2 separate regions of the Mus musculus genome follow, and region 1 is linked to region 2. A link is a contact called in public HiChIP or PLAC-seq data. All regions are on one chromosome and are shown on one strand. Each heading gives the region's core, a stretch centred on a gene start, on an enhancer-like site or on the middle of the called end of the contact. The rest is flanking DNA. Distances are from core to core; before and after follow the strand shown.

Region 1 (3,793 bases), core at 813-3,312, 620 kb before region 2:
GAGTGTCAGGACAGCATGGACTACCTAAGGAAATCCTATCTTAAAACCATCCAACCAAACCAGATGAAGCACAAAAGCCAAGCAGAATGGCTCAGGAAACGTCTTCTGGGTGCCTTGGGCTGTCTTACTAACTGTGGTGCTTTCAAGGTCAGCCACACTGTAGTGCCAACCAATCAACGCTGGATCCTTTCGGTTGCATTGGGTTACATTAAATGTTTATTTATATAGTTTAAAGTTATTTGTGTGTGTGTATGAGCACATGCGTGTGAGAGTTCAGTGCCCCCTGAAAGAGAGTGTTGGATATCCCGGAGCTGGAGTGACCGTGGTTTGGGACCATGAATTTATACGATAACTCTGCTCTCTCTTCCTCTCCCTCCCTCCCTCCCTCCCTGCCTCCCTCCCCCCATTCCTTCAGATGGGTCTCACTGTACTTGCTAGATTGGGCTCAAGTGTTCCTCCTACTATATATGCTCTCAGGTAGCTGGGACTGCAGGTCCTACTAGCAGAACCATCGTTCTTGGTTTAAAACAAAACAAAACAGCCACCCCCTCCTTTGTATTATTGGAGATGGTACCTAGGGCAGGTGTCATGTGTGTGGAGCAACTGCTCTGTCACTGAGCTACAGTCCCAGCCCCATCTTTTAATTTTACAAAGTGTTCCTTAGACTGTGTTAATGGTTCAAAGAACATGCTTCACTGTGACATTTTCATCCCTGCAGATGATGGCTGCCGACCACACATGTTTCTGTTTTGAGAAGTTCCCAAACCGGTTTATAACCTGCCTGCCCAAGATTACATGAACATGTGTGAGCATGTGAGTGTGTTTGTGTGTGTGTGTGTGTGTGTGTGTGAGTGTGTGTGTATGTGTGGGTGTGTGTGCGAGCGCGCCTGTTTGTTGCTGGGAATTGAACACAGAGCTTGTGTGTGCTAGGCAGGTACTGTTCCCCGAGCCTCATCCTCAGCTCTTCACTTTAGGAGTTCCCTTTGAAGCACACACAGACTTGCATTCTCTCTGACGTCTCGTCTGTCTCCCTCTGATGCTTATGCGTGTGCAGCTCTGCACTAGAAATCTCTCCCTTATCTAAAGTCACAGAGATTCTTCATTTCTGAAGGTCCCAGGTGCTGCTGGTTCGAGAACCAGCTTGCACAGCAGCAAGGAGCTTGAGCTGAGACTCCCTTCTCAGTGCCTGCTGGAGAAGGAACTTCCTGGAGGGGCTGAGAGTTCAACTCTCACCCAGAGCACAAGCCAGCTCCAGCTGGAGTTGTCCTTGGCTTGTCAGGCTCTGCTGCAGGGAGCCACCTGTGCTGCTGGGTTGCTTTCCTGTTGGACTTTTATTATTTTCTATTTTAATGGAAGTTCTGAATTAAGAGTGCTCCAGTCAGTTCAAATTGAGGTAATACAAGTGTTCAAAACAATGGGTGTTGGCTATGTAAACTGGAACTTGAGGGAGGAGGTCCAGTGGTGACAAGGCGGCAGGGCACGCACCGGGAGAGGATTTGAGACAGAAGTGGCAGGCATACACAGAGAGGCTGTGGTGCTGCATACCTGTGGTCTCAGCACTTGGAAGGCAGAGGCAGGAGAGTGAGACCCTGCACCTAAAAATCAACTAACCAAACCCCCAGACAAAATGCAAGCAGATCACAGGTCATTTGAATGGTGAGAATCTGTGATTCTCCCAGTCGAACCTTCAGTCCAGAGTACAGTGTGCTCTTAAATCCTAAGTCTAGTAATGGGACTGGTAGCTTGGCCTCCTCTGTTTATTTTTTATTTTATTTTATTTTATTTTATTTTATTTTACTTTTCATACAAGTTGTTTTGATCCAGAGCTCCAAAATCAACACTGGATTGCTGTTGTCACTATCCTTAGATGATGTCCCTCCTCTGACCCCTTTCACAGGAGTGTGGAAGTCCCCCTTCCCACTTTCTGACCGGACTCCAGAGATATGTCCCCAAGCAACCCTTTCTTGGCTAGGGTTCTGCCAGCCAGCCACGAAAACACTGTGGACTGTCTAGAATTGAAGTTGGGTGTTATTGCCAGACTTTCCTGGGGTGGGGGAGCCTTCTTTAATGCTTCAGGAAAGAGGCACTAGCCTTCCAGGGCAGGCTAGTTCCCCAACCCCCCAGCATGGCCCCTGTCACTCTGCCACTAGTCCCACCTCTCAATGGTCCCAAGTTGCTTCTCCCTGGCATGCTCACAGTCTTTCTCAGTGTGGTCAGGACACCAGGAAGGGACTTGTGGGCTTGTCAGTTCCTTCTACACTGTTCGCTGGGTCCCTAGCGTGTGTTGGGCTCTATGCTTGTTTCCAGAAAGAAAAAATATTTCAAAACCAAAGGTGGAATGTGCATTTTTGGAGGGTTATAAAAACCAAAGGAAGGCAGCAGCAGCTTGCTTTCATAGGGTTAGAGGGTGCGAGGCAGGCTGCTGGGGAGAGAGGACATCAGTGGTCTCATCTGTGCTGCATCCTGTGTGCTACAATCCTGACCTGCGCCAGCAGTACTAATGCAATGATGTAATAGTGGCAAGGCTGCCGTGGGGGAGCAGCCTGTCGTTCTCCTGAGACCCGTTCCACAGGAAGGAATTCATATTTGGAGCTGCAAACATGCTCAAAACTCATGGCTCGCCCACTGATGTTTTGCTGAATATTGCTAAATTACTTTCTTTTAAAAAATAAGTTGTTTTTTTTTTTTTTACTTTTTTCCAGTCCCACTCACTCCAGCCATATTTTTTATTTCATATATGTGAGTACACTGTCACTGTCACTGTTCGGACACAGCAGAAGATGGCACCGGATACCCATTACAGATGGTTGTGAGCCACCATGTGGTTGCTGGGAATTAAACTCAGGATCTCTGGAAGAGCAGCCAGTGCTCTTAATGGCTGAGCCATCTCTCCAGTCCCCACTACACTGCCTTCTAAATATTAATGTCCATGTATTTGTGCTGCTCTCAACTGTGACCCAAGAAGCTTCTTATTGCAGCAGGCAGTGGTTAATGCAGAGACTCAGAGCCATTTGTTCAAAGAGCTGAGAGTATGTGACTGAGTGCTCTGGTCTAGAAGGGACTTCTACATTGAGACCTCACCACCAGAAGGGCTCAGGGACCATTGCAGAGGAAGACAGAGAATGCCAGAGCCAGAGGATAGGGAGGAGTTCCAGGAAACACTTCCTCTGAGAGTGGCGTGGCTGGTGCACACTAGAATGCAAAGCAACGGTGGTTATCTGTGTAAGATCAAACCAGCTAGAAATTCCATCATGGAACTTGGTAGGGCTCCTGCGATGCCCATCCCTAGCTCAGGGGCTGTTGGCAGTTGATAGCAGCTGGGAGAGAGTGAGTCATTTTTCTTTGAGAATTGGCGACTGACAGGTTGCCCATATTCCAGTGGGTGACGTCACTTCATTTGCCTATGGGGAGCACTGATTGTCATCAGTGGATTATAAAACAGAAAACAAAACAAACAAACAAAAAAAAAAAAAGCAGAGAGGACATGAAGCTAGAAAGGATTTATACTGTGGAGAGAGCTAAGGGGAGTAGGAGGGAAAGGGGTAGAGTAATACGAGTAAGATGCATCATAGACATCTATGAATCTTCCAAAGAATAAAGGAGAGAGGGAGGGAGGGAGGGAAGGAGGGAGGGAGGGAGAGAGAGAGGAAGGGAGGGAGGGAGAGAGGAAGGGAGGGAGGGAGGGAGGGAATGAATCTGTCCTATAAGGAGTACCTTTTGTTGTTTGTTTATTATTTATTTTATTTCTTTTTTGACATAAGGTCTCATTTGGACAAGAAAGCCCTCAAGTACT
Region 2 (4,012 bases), core at 33-2,532:
GTATGTAGCAGAAAGCTCTCATGGTGAATGCTGCCCTTGGCCCTTGAATACACACCATGGAGACAATTCAGTAGTTCCTATAATCACACTGAAAGGCTAGCTTTACCTCAGTTAAGTGCATGTGCACGCGAGCACACACACACACACACACACCATCTTTGTAAGCAAGACAGTCTTTGGATTTATGGGTGAAAGTTTTATTGTTTATCTTATTATACCTTAATGGAAACAAAAGGCTTTGGGATATAGATACAAACAAGAAATGAATCATCATTCCTAACAGAGGGGCTGGTGAATTTATATTTCATAATCTTGCCAACAAAGAGCTTGCTGATGTCTCATGAATGAGGAGGAGGTGACCTCACAAACACATCTTTAGGAAAGACCCCATGACTGTGGGTACAGAGCTGGCCATGGTTTGGGTTCTTGTCGAGCAGGGTCAAATGCTTGACCCCAGAAAGCCAGCCAGGGGCTTTCCCAACATCAGATATCAGCAGTTGTGGGCAACCAATGTTCATTCCCCGTAGAATTTTGGAAAAGTACAGGATTTGTGGATCTCATCAATTTGTGCTGCCTTAGTTAGGAGTGAAAATCCCCATCTATCCACGACTGTGTCTGCTGGTCAAGAAGGAGGGGCTTAACCCCAAACACCCGCCGGCTGTGAGCAGGGCTTGGATGCTCTGCCCCCTTCCTTCCAGTGAGTGGTACATGGCCTGTCCTCAGGGGCTTGCCCTGCCTAGCCTCCAGGATGCTTTCTCAGAGAGTGTTTGCAAAGATTGAGCTTGGCTACTACCTACCCTCCAGCCCTTCTTTGGCCCCTCTGTCCCACTCTAGCAGGCTCCTTCTCGATTAACACTGTGACCTCCAATAAGTCACCGTCCACAACAGTTTCCTCGTCTGACAAAAGGAATCAGAATGCAACCTACCCTGTAGGGTGGCAGGGATTAAACTTAGAAAGTGGCATTGGGCATGTAGCATTTAAATGATAGTTATGGGATGTACTCTGATGACAGTGACAGTGGATGGAGAGATAATTGCCCTCCTGTTTCCCTGGTCAGCAGACACTGGTCCCCAGGGCTCCCACCCTGGTTTCCATGCAACACTTGTTTATGTCTCCACTGCACACTCTCCAGTCTGGTAGTCTCGGGTTGCTAGGTGCCCAGCAGATTGGACTGCTCAGCACAAGAGCTGTTCTGAAGCAGAGCCCACAGGTCTCCCCCACTGGCCACATAGCGTGTGTATGCTGTTATTCAGTTTCCTTCTGTGGTGGAGGAGTGGACGCCTAAGTACTGCTTCTTTTTATAGCCAGCTCTGACAAGCACGTGTGCTGATTAGAAGGCAGGCCTCCTGGGGCATTCATTTTGAAGGGCATAATGATACTTAGGAACCAGAACTATTTCAGACATTTATTGGAAACTCTTTATTTTCTAAATTCAGGGCATACTTCTTGTTTACTTCCTGCTAATGAGAATCCCCCTGGGGTTGAAAGTCCTCTTGGGCCCATTTCTAGAAGTGTGTTCGCCCTTCAGATTATCCATGCAGAAGACCTGAAGAGGCCTGCATGGATAATCATTTAACCTTTTTAACCAAGAGGGCCCTTTTCCTGTCCCTAGGCTGCACATGCTGTCCCTCCTGACCAAATGCACCTCACAACATTTAGTCTCACTTCAACCCTTTCATAGAACTCCAGGGGGTTGTCTAAAACTAACACAGTACAAACACATGGAGACTAGAAGTCAGACTCCCAACTGGGCCAACAGAGTACAGAGCACTGGGGAAGCGCATGCCTGTCTTCAAGGGGCCCACACACCAGAGCAAGGGACCAACAAATGTTCTAGCCTTGCCCCACCCCTCTCCTTAAAGTCAGCGGTGCTGGCTCAGGTGAGGGGGCTTGCGAAATAAATAGTTTTCTAGGAGAGAAGGACACAGAGATAGCAGAGAACATCAGACATTCAGAGCTATAAGTTGAGAATGGGAGGGAGAGAGGATACAGATGGAGAGGGGGAAGGCAGGAGGGATGTTAATGTAGGGACAGGACGGATGTGCTCAAAACATTGGTTGGGGTCAATCTCAAGAGACCTTGTCTCAGATTGCCCACGGCTTCCCCCTGAGGAGAATCTAATCTAATCTGAGGGGACTAGCAGACAGCACAGCTCTTCTGCCTAGCACCCGTGGACTTTACTTTTTAAAGTCTTCAGCCTTCCCTCTCAAGGAGAAACACTGTCTCTTCAGATACAGGGTCTCTAGGGGGTTTTTTCCTCCTGTGTATGACTTTTTTAAATCTCAGAGTTACAGCACTCTCTTAAAAATCAAATCAGTGATATATACAGTTTTGTTTAACTTAATACTCAAGGAGATAGTTATCAATCAGTCATAAAGGTGTTTTAATTTGTGAGGTAAGGTCTCACATGTAGCCCAGACTGGCCTCCTGCCTCTGTTTCTGGAGCAGTGGGGTTCAAGTGTACACTTCCATGCCAAGCACAGAAACATGAAGGGCTCAAAGGTGCAGGTGGCCAGAAAATGCTCAGCAAGCTGCCTAGAAGACTGGCCGGGACTGGGTGCTGAGGCCACCTGGAAGACAGGCTGGGACTGGGTGCTGAGGCCACCTGGAAGACAGGTCGGGACTGGGTGCTGAGGCCGCCTGGAAGACAGGCCGGGACTGGGTGCTGAGGTCCTTTATGCTTTGTCCGGAGACTGTGGAGACTCAGCACTGAAACTGGCATTCTCCTTGCTCCTCTGTCCACAGTGTGGCTGGACTTCTAACCTATTCCAGTAGATCAGGGCTAGCTCACAGGGCTCGTCTTCACATAGGTAGTGTAAGTCACACAGGTAATGTGGATGGTAAGGGACCAAATCACCCCTAAAAGAACAATTGCCATCAATGCTATCAGTGCCAAGGTGGAAGGAATGTGGGCTCAGGGCTACAAGATGGGATTTTTCAAGAGATGTTAGAAATCTCTGTTCTTGTGTGAAATTATCTTGGAATTTAGATATGGGAGAAAAATGAGCATGGGGCTCGAGAGCTCAGCTGTGTGTTCTCACTGACCTGCCTCTAGGCCTTCCCACTGTGCGGGTTTTTGGGCTCCTCTTAGACTCGCTCTCTAGCCACCTATGACAGGTCCATGGCCTCCAGGACCCAGCGTCTCCACCTGCCATGGACACTCACTGTGCGTGTGTGCTCGCTGTACTCCATGTTCTGTGCATAATGCTGGAGGATGCAGAGCAGCAGAGCTTAGGACCAGACAGCCCCCAGGCAGCTCTGAGGAGCAAAAGCAGACTGAAGGGATGCTGATGAGACAGGCCACCCAGTATCCAAGAGTTCCTCTCTCAGCTCACAGCAGTTCAGGAAGGCTCAAAGAGAACAAGGCAGCCATCTTCCACTGGAACCAGATGGGCCTGATCAGGTGACTTCAGAAGGTCCTAGCTTGCTCTGGAATGACCAGAGAAATCTAATGGAGCCGAATATGTTCCAGATTTAGATAACAATGGTAAGAACTGGGAAGATGGCTTCCTATACCTGGTGCCTCAGGGAAAAGAGCTTTCCCTCCTCCCATGTCCTAGGGATGTGGATGAGAAAACAATACTGTGTATTGCCTCAGGGCCACCTGATCATCTAACGTTAGGCTCCTCGGAACATTCCTCCTGGAGCCTCTGATTTGCACAGGTGGACACCGGATTGAGCAGCAGCAGGCCTGGTAGCCCAGCTGAAGCATGGGACTTTCTCAGCTGGAACCATCTACAGACAGTGAGGCACACTGCAGACAGGAGAGAACAGGTTTCTAAAAAATAGGCCTTTTGCAGTTTGTCGGTCTGCATTCCCTGAAGACCATCAGTGTGTGTGGTTCTGGGAACACCCCTGGGCCTTCTCTGGCCTTCTCTAGCAGGCTCAGAAGTCAGGACATGTAAGAGAAGCCTCAGCCTTACAACTGCAGCTGCTTTGTCTGATGCAGGGAAGAAAAGTACAAATTGAGGTTAAGACTTTTCCATAGGCTCAGCTGAGTTCAAAGGTCAG

Evidence for each region. HiChIP or PLAC-seq counts read pairs in DNA pulled down with a chosen protein or histone mark.
Region 1: an H3K27ac HiChIP or PLAC-seq map of heart atrium shows a contact between it and region 2, with 8 times the contacts expected there. The contact joins two enhancer-like sites. A contact is called at or near these places in 1 of 15 datasets of contacts at CTCF or cohesin (the NIH/3T3 cell line), 17 of 484 Hi-C or Micro-C datasets (the C10 cell line, CD4 T cells, the G1E-ER4 cell line and 9 more) and 2 of 115 datasets of contacts at active chromatin or transcription factors (embryonic fibroblasts and heart atrium).

Annotation. Positions count from the first base shown.
Region 1 is chr5:74,921,795-74,925,587 of GRCm38.p6, reverse strand. No RefSeq gene overlaps it. Among named protein-coding and RNA genes, the nearest start is that of Gm52779, 21 kb to the left of the region's middle. Within about 2 kb of position 2,062, at least 10 of the 459 cell types and tissues checked have an H3K27ac peak or open chromatin away from gene starts, as enhancers often do. A contact at or near this core is called in heart atrium, where this site is marked.
Region 2 is chr5:74,297,576-74,301,587 of GRCm38.p6, reverse strand. The region is part of intron 5 of Scfd2 (Sec1 family domain containing 2); the gene reads left to right. Among named protein-coding and RNA genes, the nearest start is that of Gm32064, 17 kb to the left of the region's middle. Within about 2 kb of position 1,282, at least 34 of the 459 cell types and tissues checked have an H3K27ac peak or open chromatin away from gene starts, as enhancers often do. A contact at or near this core is called in heart atrium, where this site is marked.